3 separate regions of the Arabidopsis thaliana genome follow, and regions 1 and 3 are each linked to region 2. Evidence: chromatin contacts called from public capture Hi-C data. All regions are on one chromosome and are shown on one strand. The core of a region is the stretch at or near the end of the contact, and the rest is flanking DNA. Distances in the headings are between cores, read along the strand shown.

Region 1 (3,967 bases), core at 2-2,501, 290 kb before region 2:
AAATATAGCTTGCAGATTAGCATGATTCACCACAAACTTAACAGCGTCTGGACCTGCGTAACCAGAAGAATCATATTAAGAAGAGACAAGGCTTGCAAAACTCGAAAACTAAAGAGAAAAAATCAAATTTAGATTGGTTACCAAGTGTATCATATAAAGGAACAGAGACAAATGAATATGCTGCACAAGCATGATCCACAACCAACCACTCTGGTCTGTTAATAAAATAGAGTCCAACGCAATCTCCCTGTTCCATTAAATGAAGAAACTTTTTCTTTACAAGAACCATAGCTGCATAAGTTTTACATTCAAAGTAGAGTGAAACATACTTGGTTAACTCCATGAAACAAGAGTCCTGAACCAATGGCTTGTCGCTCAGACGCTGCTTCTCCATATGTCATCCATGAATACCTTCATAAAAACATATCACAGAAACATAAAAACCTACCTCAGCTCAAAACTCCATAGCGAAAATCTCAAAGCAAAAGAACAGCTTTAAAACTCACTCTCCAATGGTTCCATCGGACCGAACTCGTGTACCAAGATACTTGTTTTCAGCATATGTTTCAACAGCATGTCTGATTCCACAAAAACGTAATGCCAGTCACAAACTAAAGCCAATCAATTTAAAACAACCTCAAAAGAAGTAATCATCAAAACATACACAAAATTGTCATGTAAAGTCCCGATTTCAGGATGATCCGGGAACCTACTAACGAGTTTCGTAGGCGATCTTTTAGATCTGTCACAGCCAAAAAAAAACAGAGATTCATAATCACACACACTTATCAAAAAACCAAACGTAACAACAAAGAAAGGACTGGTTTTTTAAAAACCTGTAGACATTCCATTTTCCAGTATCAAGCTTTTCTGGAAGCACAACACTGTAGCTATCCTCTAGAGAAAACAATCCAAAGCTCTTAAAAACTCAAGAAACAGAGAAAATTTCAAATTATGGAGAGACTAACTTTCAGGTAATTTTCAGGTGCTTTACCTTTAAAGAAAGGTGAAGCAGAAGAAGCGGTGGCGTTGAGGAATAGAGATGATGATTGATCGTTGGTCGGAGAAGTATCGATGTGAGATCGAATGGTTTCGAGACGACGTTGTTCCGGCGAAGCAAATTCCATCTTTTCTTCTTTCTTCAGAAAAAATGTCTTCAGGAATATACGAAATAAACCGATTAATTACCATTTTATAAAAATTCAACTTTAAAACAATGACGTCACAAATCTACTAGTATAGTAATAAAATTATGAAAAGTCAATTGAAAACAATTTTTTAGCTCACAAATCTACTATAGAAGAAAAGGAATAAAATCTTTGAATTATGAAAATGAGCATAAATATGTAAAACTATTGTGTGATGCTACGGCTATAAAATTCCATAAACAACATATTTTGGATAGGCGTTAATCATGTTTTCCATTTTTTTTTTAACACCTCACCAAAAACGCCTCATTTCACTAAAGTAATGTACTTTTGTTTCTCACATGTATTTTGCTTACGTCAAAATAAGGCACACTTCCCTATGTGGATAATTTACCATTTTTTTCAATAAAATTATTATTTGATCTTTTACCAACAAATGTTCATGTTGGTTATTATTGTAGACCATGAAACCTGTTGTTTTTGGCATTGCCAGAAGCAATAACCTGAATCTTTAAGTACCAATGTAGACTGGTTATGCTGTTTAAGTTCCCAGTTAAGTTCGGCTGCAACACAGAAGATGAACCAAATTCTCAAAAACTAGGCAAACGGAAAGATCTCCATCATAGTTTAAGTAACACAAGAGAATACATTGTGCCAACCTTGGTTACAGAACTTGTATGCTTTTAATTTTAGGGTAATTTGCAGGCCACACCCTTTGATCATGTTTTATTTTTAAGGACTGACAAAGTGAAAGGTGGTTTTCACGTTTTGTCTTTTCAGCTGAAATTTGATCATTTTGCCCTTGCTGCTACAGCAGAGAAACTGTTGAATGTACGGTTTAGTTAGTCAGGTTTAGTTAGGTATACTGTTCCGGTTTAATTGGAATTATTTTTGTTTCACGTTGAGGAGTACGACTGTACAGTTATAAGCTAGGTTGCATGGAAACTCGCTCTGAGGTGCGTTTCTCGTTTCCGAAACGTTTCGGAAACGGAAACTCTCCGGAAACACGAAAAACATCACGGAAACACGTTTCCTAAAAATCTAGGTTTGAAAACACGATGGAAACTTACGTTTCCAAAATAGAAACTCACGTTTCCGAAATAGACATACGACAAATTTTTTTTATTGACTTTAAAAATTTAATAACTAAAATTGAAAATATTAAAATTATTAATACATATAACTAATTTTGGAAGACTTTGAGTTTTAAGATCTTTTTTTGTTAAACCAGATTTGAAAAGAGGTTTATATTATCTTTGATAAAACTAATGAAAATGTTGGTCTAAATTAACTATTTGAACTTGAACCTTTTAATTTTTATCTTTTAGAATTTTAGTTTATTTATTTAATATTGATATTTTGGACTTGTATTATTTAAACCATTTTTTCTTTAATATAGTTTTATGTTAATGTTATATATATATATATATAATGTTATATATATATATATAATGTTATATATATATATATAATGTTATTTATATATATATATATGTATAAATGTGTATACGTTTCCAAAACGTTTCCAATCCCTAATTTTAAGAAAAAATTGTTTCCTGTTTCCGAAACGTTTCGTATCCGCGTTTCCGTTTCCGTTTCCGTTTCCATGCAACATAGGTTATAAGGGATATTTTTTCCATTAAAAACGAAATGACATCAACATTTAATGCCCAAAAAGTTTAGACGTGACTCTTGTTATAATTAATACAAAATCATTATTACATGTTATAATATTATAAAATTATTGATAATAATTGTTGAGTTAAAGATGAACCCAGGAACAAACATTAATTGCGAACAAACATTGATGCTCAAGAAGTGTTGATCTTGTTTATTTACGAAGTTTGGAGCCAAGATAAGCATTATCGTGTAAGTAATGAAGTTTTAAAGAATTTTTTTGTTATAACACACTATGATCTTCATTGTGTTCGAAATCAACTTTGTTTTCTATAGAAAAACCCTGAAATATTTTATTTTCAATTTTGTTGGTTGAAAATGATAAATGTGTAAATACTTATGTTTATAAGTGTGTATATCGAAATTCTATTTGTTTTTGTAGATATAATCATGTTTTCAGTTGCATTTACTGGGTTTCTCCTGAATTTATGATGTTGTTGGGTAATGGATATTCCCGTATTAATTATGATCGGTGAGTGGAGATGCAAAGAAGAAGAATGGAAATTTAAACTAAAGGAAGACATGTTTGGTCGCTGTGTACGTGTTAAGGAAAACATGACGTACACGGAATTTGTACGTACACTAAGCGAGGCTTTCAGTTTGAAGTCCACAGAGATCAATCCCATAATTAGTTACTGGATGCCGGGAGAGATGTTAGTGATGATAGATACTAAACGCCCTCCTGTCTACATTGACAGTCAAGTGGGGTTGAATACGTTCTTTATGATTCGTGGTAGGTATCCTTCTCTCAACTTGTTTGTCTCTTTTATTACAACCGTCAAGACACTCAAGAATAATGTCTCTAGGACTCATGGTGACGATGCTGAAAGTGACCGTGTTTCAAATGTTGATGAAAATAATGAGGCCGTATATGAGCAAGACGACGTTGAAGACGATAAAACAGATGAGGATGAAAAGGATGGGGATAACGAAGATGGTGATGGGTATGATGATTATCAGGGTGACGATGGATCTATGGGGGGAAGTACCCTCGATCCTACTATTGATGGTAGTGAAAGTAGTGGCGAAGATTATGATTACAACAAGTGGAACGATGTAATTGTAGAAGAATATGGAATAGGGAATGTTGAGGAGAACGTCATTCTCACACCAGGGGAATTCAGTCGTCTGTTGGCAGAGTG
Region 2 (3,640 bases), core at 313-2,812:
TTTATGTTTTTTTCTGCGTCAGTGCTTGAAGATGAATCAGCTGATGGGTCATCCTTCAGAAGGAAAGCTCCTGCATATGGAGCTTGTCGTCTTCTGCTCTCTTGTAAGGCTGCGAGTACTTTAGGATCCTGCACACCAGAAAACGCACATGCTGGTCAGAGAAGCAAAACCTGACATCTCCCAAACTATAAAGATCGTGTCATCGCTGTGGTTTAACGGAAATAGTTTTTAGCTATTTTGTCCCAGGCGGGGAAGATTACAATTAATAAACAATGGGGTAAATTATCAAAAAAATTGCATCAAATGCGGCTAAAATTGATCTATATGTCGAAACCCAAACAGCAGATATTTCAAAGAAGGTGTCAGCTGATATGTAAGTTCTCTTCACTTTTGATTGTAAACTAGGTAATCAATGATCCATGCTCTACTGAGAACAAAATAAGAAGATATCGGTACTAGTTCTAAGGCTAGATTCAGCTCCATTTAAAGAGAATCGAATGAGATTTTGAGAACCAAACAAGGCCAAGTTTTGGAGAGTGTTTAAAGGCCAGAAAATGATGAATTGACATACCTTGACATAGATTGGCATGTAAAAACCAGGAAAAAGCGGCCTATGTGGCACCGGCAATGCTAGAACCTGCAATTAAACAACGGAAAACTCCATCAGGAGAAACATAACTCCGCTAAAATGAAAATGATCAAATGTAAAATGTTCACAAAATCCAATTAGTCTTTGCTTGACTGTTAACAACAAACCACTAAATACAGATTCAAAAATGCTCTAAGCAAACACCATAGAACAACATACAATATCAGAAGCTTCAACTTTCTCCACTAATAGAACAACAAAGATGTAAAGCACCTCATAAGCATCATCCACTCAGTTATTACCAAAGTTTACAACTTTGTAATAATTCCAACAAGAATTGAAATTTTCCTATACAATTAGATTGCCAACGATCCAATAACGCATATACAAATGCACTAACAAATCTTCCACAGAGAAAGGAACAAAAAGCCATAGTTACACAAACCGTTAAACAATCTTCAGGCCTAGGGTTAGTGGGCACAATCGCAGACGAAGATTTGGAGTCAGACACTTCAGAATCGGACTCCACCGCCTTAGTTTCAGCTTCAGCCGCCGCCTCTCCATTGGTAGGCTCAGAGCAGAAGAAAGCACGATGACCCAACGAAGTAGATCGCCGATTCCACCCAGTGATTTGACTCAACGCTTTGAACAATGGAGACTCCACTGGAGAAGACCCGACGACCCTACTTACCGGAGTCAAATGGTGGACTCGAGAGGCGGAGGAAGTGAAGAGCTTTAACATGGTGGGAGAGAAAGAAGATCTGGGGTAACAATTTCTGCGATTGAGTTTTATAAAGTTTTGCCTTTTAGGCAAGAAACCATTGGAGAATTCTGGAGAAGAAGCCTGTAGACGAAGATTAGTATCAAAGCCCTTCATAAACCCCGACGAAGCAAAACCCCAATTTTAAAGGCAGCAGAGAGAACAACACCATTTTGCCTTCACAATAACACGACGTCGTTTTGGAGTCGGTTCATTGAATTTTCCGGTTATCAGAAAACCAAACCGGTCCGGCCAACTAAAGCCGTTTGCTTCACCGCCATTAGTAAAAGATGTGGCCTTTAAAGTTGTGAACTTTATCTTCGATTTTGTTTTGATGATGCGTTTAAAGGTAATGAAGAGAATTTGATACAAATCTAGATAGCATTGGTTCTCTACTGATTATAACGACAACACTAACAGAGATTCTTGTCCTAACGAAACAAGCATTACTTACTACTGATTCTAGATTACTACGAGAAGCATCGTGATTGGCCCTAGATAAGTTAGTTCTCTACAAATCCAATAAGAACAACAAGATTACACACTTTCTACAGAGATTGATATGATCAAGTTAGTTGAATCATCTTCCAGCTCCTGCTGCTTTGAGGAAATTGTCAAAGGGACTAGCTGGAGGTAGTCTCATCATGGACCATGAATCCTGCAACATTCCAGATTCTCTCCCATAGATGTTCCCATCTTCTACTACCTGTAACAACGTGTCTCAACGTGTAAGCCTCGTATGATAAAGTTTCTACCTTTCTCTTAACCAGCCCATTTGGTATCACAAAGTTATGATCTTTCTCACTATTACTAAGGACCATAGCAGATTTTAACAGTTTGTAGTTCTAATGTGTTTACCAACTCAGCTGTTACGTACCTTCTCAAGTGCAGATGATTCCTCAAGTGAATTTCCATAGAGCCCATTCATCTGACGGTTCTCAGTGGCCAACCACCTTGAGAGCTTCTCTCTAGTACCAGTCCCAAAGGTTTCACAGCGGTTAGTCATTGTGTCATAAGGAAGCGGAGAAGTAGAGACAGATGACCCAACCACTTGACCAGCGACCTCAAGCGCCTAGATAACATATCACAAACCAATTATAAGAAGACACAAATATATATATCAGCCAGTTTCTTCTTTATGTCGAATGTGGTCTATGCTTACAGATTCCATGAGCTGTCCAATGCTGATAACTTGAGGAATAGATGGTGAGGGAGATCCTCTTGGGGGGAAACGCACAGAGAGTTCACTCGTCACTTCGTCCTCAACCATTGAACCGGCAGGTATGTCCTGTAATAAAGAAACATAAGTGTTAACAGTTCTGAATATTATCAAAATCCCAATGGAATATGGAACTTCAGAGAATAGTTTACCTCATCGAAGGACAGCGATTCCTTAGAGATACTTTGGTTTGGTTGAGGTTCAATGTTTGGCCTTGATCCAAACATAAAAGCATCATCAGGTGTAAATTGCTCCAAGATTTGCATCTTCACATCAGCTTCCTCGAGCTTAACAAGAGAGTACATAAAATCAAATCAGTACAAGAGAATCGAACATTGGGGCTTAAAAGGTATTGTTCACTAAGAAACAGAAAATATAAGATTTACCTTCGAAAGTTTAGGTAGATTTTTTGCGACAATATCGGTTATAATAGTGTTGGACAGTTCTACTTTGCTTCGCATCTCAAACAGCATTGAAGTAGCCATCTGGCTATCGCTTGAGGACCCAAAATCTTTCATATTTGCCTGTGGTCTTACGTGAAGTTGTAAGTCATCTCCAATGAAAAGATAAGGATCCACCTGAAAATTTTGAGTATATAATCAAGTGATACACAATCTCCATGGATAAAATAAAAGTAATAACTGAAACAACACATTGGGAACTCACATCACCAGGAAGTTGGGCCTTCAACATTTCACAAATATGAGGAATCTGATATATTTTGGCAGCGAACATCAGCATACTTGTGGATAAAGCAAGGATCAACCGCTTGCAAACTGAGGGTAATGTGCCTGAAAAAGAGAAAGTTTGACTGCACATAAGCGATTTCTTAAACTTTGATCAGTTTAAGAGAGTTTCATCAATCAGTACCGTTATTAAGGTCCAACGAAAGAGTCCTCAATGAGAAGAGAAGCTGGAAGGCTCGAACAACAAGCCCGTCATCAGGATTCTGTAATTAAAATAATCATGAGAAGCTTTAAGTATAGCGTCATGAAAGTGAAAACTTCCTCTATGAAAGAGAAATATTAAGAGAGCCAGAAAAGAGGAGAAACTTTTATGTTGACCTTTAGTC
Region 3 (3,392 bases), core at 360-2,859, 330 kb before region 2:
GAATGCACAGTTTAGCATCAATGAGACTTCACTATTCTTTCAAGCATGCTATGTAAAGAATTCAACTACAAAGATATAAATCCTAAAATCATGAGCACAGAGGATCTAAAAGTAAAACCCTAAAACCAAGTTACAGTATCTAATATCTATGTAACACATATGAAAGCTGTTTCAAGTCTACAACGAAAAAACCCATATACAAACAATAACATGATTTTCTGAAAAGTGGCTAATACCTCGAGGCGGTGCTCTATTATGAGGTTCCAGCGTACTCACTGAACTGCGGGGTGATTTTGTCCCAAAGGCCTGTGCATAAGTTTCATCAAACTCCTCAAACACTGACTTGCGGAAAGCAAAAACCACTGCTTTCTTCTTCATAAACTTTAAACTGTCTGGATCACACTCTTGAGGTGCTAACGCCAATTGCTTCACAAACGAAATGGTTTCAGCGGGTAAAAACTTATCCCTAGAATTCTTAATCTGATCAACAGAGTAAACGGCTTGAAGCTCGTAATCAGGCACATCAACAGCAAAGTAATCTTCCACATTACTAGGCCTAAAGTTATAAGGATTCCGACATTTACAAGTCAAACCAAGAGCTGACCTTCTACTCGCCTCATCCTTGGCTTCCTCCACAGCTCTCACAAAATGCTTCGAAACCGTCTGCTGTGATTTCTCCTCTAAATTCGGTTCGAAAGGAATAAGCTCAGCAGGATCAAACCAACCATAACTACTATCACCGAAAAACGCAACAAGAACATGATCAATCCTCCTCATACGACGAACAGAAGGAGACGCAAAAGCTTCATTGAATATATGACCAGGCCACCAAGGATGAGACTTTACCTTTCCCCAAACCAAATCTCCAACTTCAAACCCATAACTCAATGCCCTCGAAACTCCAGAACCCATTTTCTCACTTGCAACATAATCATCAAACTCAGATAAAAGAGATTTATAATCCGAAACTCCTTTTTTCTCTTCCTTCAAACCCAAATCTAATTCCTTCTCATCAGCTTCAGAACCAAGCTCACTAGATTGATCATCAGAGCCATCTTCTTCTTCTTCTTCTTCTTTAACCTCAGAACTCTCATCATCCTTATCAATTAAAACATCCTCGCTTTTAATCTCATCTTCCTCCTCACTCCCTACGACACCATCTTTCTCCGATCTCTCACTTTCGAGAACCCTAGCGTCATTTGTAACCGCCGAATCTAGCTCCATAGGTGAAGAAGCTTCAACATCATCATCAATGGCTTCGTGAACATCCCCGCTCGAATCAACTACAGTATCATCTGGAGTTACCTTAGGATCCTGAATCGAATCCGTTTGTTGAACAATCACAGCATCCTCGTTCATCACCGGGATTAATTTAGTTTTGTACATTACAAATCGATAAGAACCCTAGCAACAACAACAACGATCCTCCGATGAGAGATTATCCGAATTTGGTTCTCGAGGACACCAAATGAAAGAGACGGATTATTGTTAAAAAAAAAAAAAAGCTAATCGAGAGAAAGACAATAAATTAGATCTACTGATTACTATTGAATTGGGCTTACCCGGCCCATATAAATATTTATAAGCCCGTTTAAGGAACCGACGTCGTATGATCCAAAAAGACCTGAAAACAATCGCTCCTTCTTCCTCACCTTCAAGCGCCGTCTTCTTCTTTGTTTTTTGCTCTCGGCTGATCTCTGTATTGGGTACGTTTCTTATCTCGATTTCAGTGTTCATTTGTTTTTTTTGTCTTTTCTTATGTAGCTATGAGACAGGATCCAGAACGATGCAATAGATATAAGAGAGCCTTCAGGAAAATTTTGCCATTTTTCTCCATTTCACCTGTTGTTGGGTTCTAGATTAAATAAAACTAGAGTATAGTTAATAATTTCTATAGGCATGGTTTTAGATTTACATTATAGTGGGAGTGATGATTCAAAGTTTTAGTCTTTGAACATTTGGCCATGGTAGTTTGTTGTTTTAATACTTGTTTAGGGTTAACAAAAAACCTACTTTTAGATCTAAAGACTCAGATTTTTCACATTTATTTATCGACTTAAAGTTGGAATGTGTTAAAGACTGATAGCTCTCTCTATATGGCTTTCTTTGGCAGATTTTTGATATAAGGTTTGAAATCATGGAGGTCGTTGATATTGATGCCCGAGCTGCTAAGTTAGGGATTGATTGGTCTCAGGTTAATTTTGATTCCATCCAACTTCCTCCTGGAGAAGACTTTGGGATCGAGAGGTGAGATTTTCCTTTAGATCTCTGGTTGTTCATATACGGTCACTTCTATTTCTAATCTTCTTGTGTTTATACGATGGGATGATTTTATTCTAGGTTTTGCTATTGTATGTATGAAAATTTTGTGTATTTCGAATTGGTTTATCTCTTTCCTTGATGGTGCAAAGCTTATTATATTTATACATTTTATCTATGAACGTATGAAAAATGGAACTGATTCGTTATACACTTTTTTTTTCTGTGATGGTTGTAGTGATGATGAAGCTGTTTACCAGGATGACCAGTCTGAATTCGACACTGGATTCGGTAACATTATCGTGGTCGATCACCTCCCTGTTGTTCCCAAGGAGAAGTTTGAGAAACTTGAAGGTGTTGTCAAGAAAATTTACAACCAGTTAGGTGTGATTAAGGAAAATGGACTGTGGATGCCTGTTGATCCCGATACCAAGATGACATTGGGCTACTGTTTTATTGAGTTCAACACTCCTCAGGTTATTTATCTACTTGATTAGCTTAATCTCTGTTTTGTTGGATTCTGAAGCAATAATGTCGGCGTCATATGTTTCAATACTTTATTTCTCTTGTTAGAAAGGAGCCCAAACTAGGTTGTTCTTAATGGTTGAGTATTTCCTAAGAGTTTCTCTCAATGTCTGGGGCTCTTTGCAGGAAGCACAAAACGCTAAGGAAAAGTCTCATGGCTACAAGTTGGACAAGTCTCACATCTTTGCTGTAAACATGTTCGATGATTTTGACAGGTTGATGAATGTGAAGGAGGAGTGGGAGCCTCCTCAGGCCAGGCCCTACGTCCCTGGGGTATGTGTAGTTTTCATCATGTTACTCCCTGTACCTTGAATAATTTTCTTTGAATAACTTCCATTGTGTCTGTGTAATCACTTCTTTATTTTGGTAATTCGCTGATTTATTTTGTGTTTGCCTGCTGCGTTAGGGTTAGGATCTTTTTACGTAATTGATGTATACTAACTAATAACTATAATTTCATAACTCTTGTTTCATGTATATATTTTAATTCATTGCAGCCTTTTGTGGTGCTAATTGTCGTTACTTATATGGTGTTTGTTTTTTCAGGAAAATTTGCAAAAATGGCTTACTGATGAAAAAGCCCGAGACCAGCTAGTCATTCGTTCTGG

What was found. Capture Hi-C pulls out chosen DNA fragments and counts their contacts.
Region 1: a contact with region 2 is called in a capture Hi-C map of seedling, with 2.2 times the contacts expected there. The contact joins the promoter of LACS7 here to the promoter of LON1 in region 2. A contact is called at or near these places in 1 of 26 Hi-C or Micro-C datasets (vegetative nucleus) and 1 of 3 other capture datasets (seedling).
Region 3: a contact with region 2 is called in a capture Hi-C map of seedling, with 2.4 times the contacts expected there. The contact joins the promoter of TIF3B1 here to the promoter of LON1 in region 2. A contact is called at or near these places in 1 of 26 Hi-C or Micro-C datasets (vegetative nucleus) and 1 of 3 other capture datasets (seedling).

Annotation. Positions count from the first base shown.
Region 1 is chr5:9,739,776-9,743,742 of TAIR10.1, reverse strand. It overlaps LACS7 (long-chain acyl-CoA synthetase 7), which reads right to left and starts at 1,251. Exons shown (of 23, transcript NM_122642.5): 1 at 995-1,251; 2 at 837-897; 3 at 665-742; 4 at 507-578; 5 at 330-411; 6 at 142-247; 7 at 1-53. The coding sequence starts at 1,127. It also overlaps the pseudogene AT5G27590.
Region 2 is chr5:9,448,874-9,452,513 of TAIR10.1, reverse strand. LON1 (lon protease 1) reads right to left here and starts at 1,562. Exons shown (of 19, transcript NM_122568.4): 1 at 1,035-1,562; 2 at 572-637; 3 at 1-128. The coding sequence starts at 1,466. It overlaps AT5G26850 (Uncharacterized protein), which reads right to left. Exons shown (of 18, transcript NM_001036870.3): 11 at 3,633-3,640; 12 at 3,439-3,517; 13 at 3,235-3,359; 14 at 2,955-3,146; 15 at 2,721-2,855; 16 at 2,512-2,637; 17 at 2,227-2,421; 18 at 1,618-2,055. The coding sequence ends at 1,930.
Region 3 is chr5:9,783,505-9,786,896 of TAIR10.1, reverse strand. It overlaps TIF3B1 (translation initiation factor 3B1), which reads left to right and starts at 1,609. Exons shown (of 12, transcript NM_122646.4): 1 at 1,609-1,706; 2 at 2,114-2,247; 3 at 2,498-2,735; 4 at 2,911-3,057; 5 at 3,331-3,392. The coding sequence starts at 2,138. It overlaps AT5G27650 (Tudor/PWWP/MBT superfamily protein), which reads right to left and starts at 1,490. Exons shown (of 2, transcript NM_122647.3): 1 at 237-1,490. The coding sequence starts at 1,386.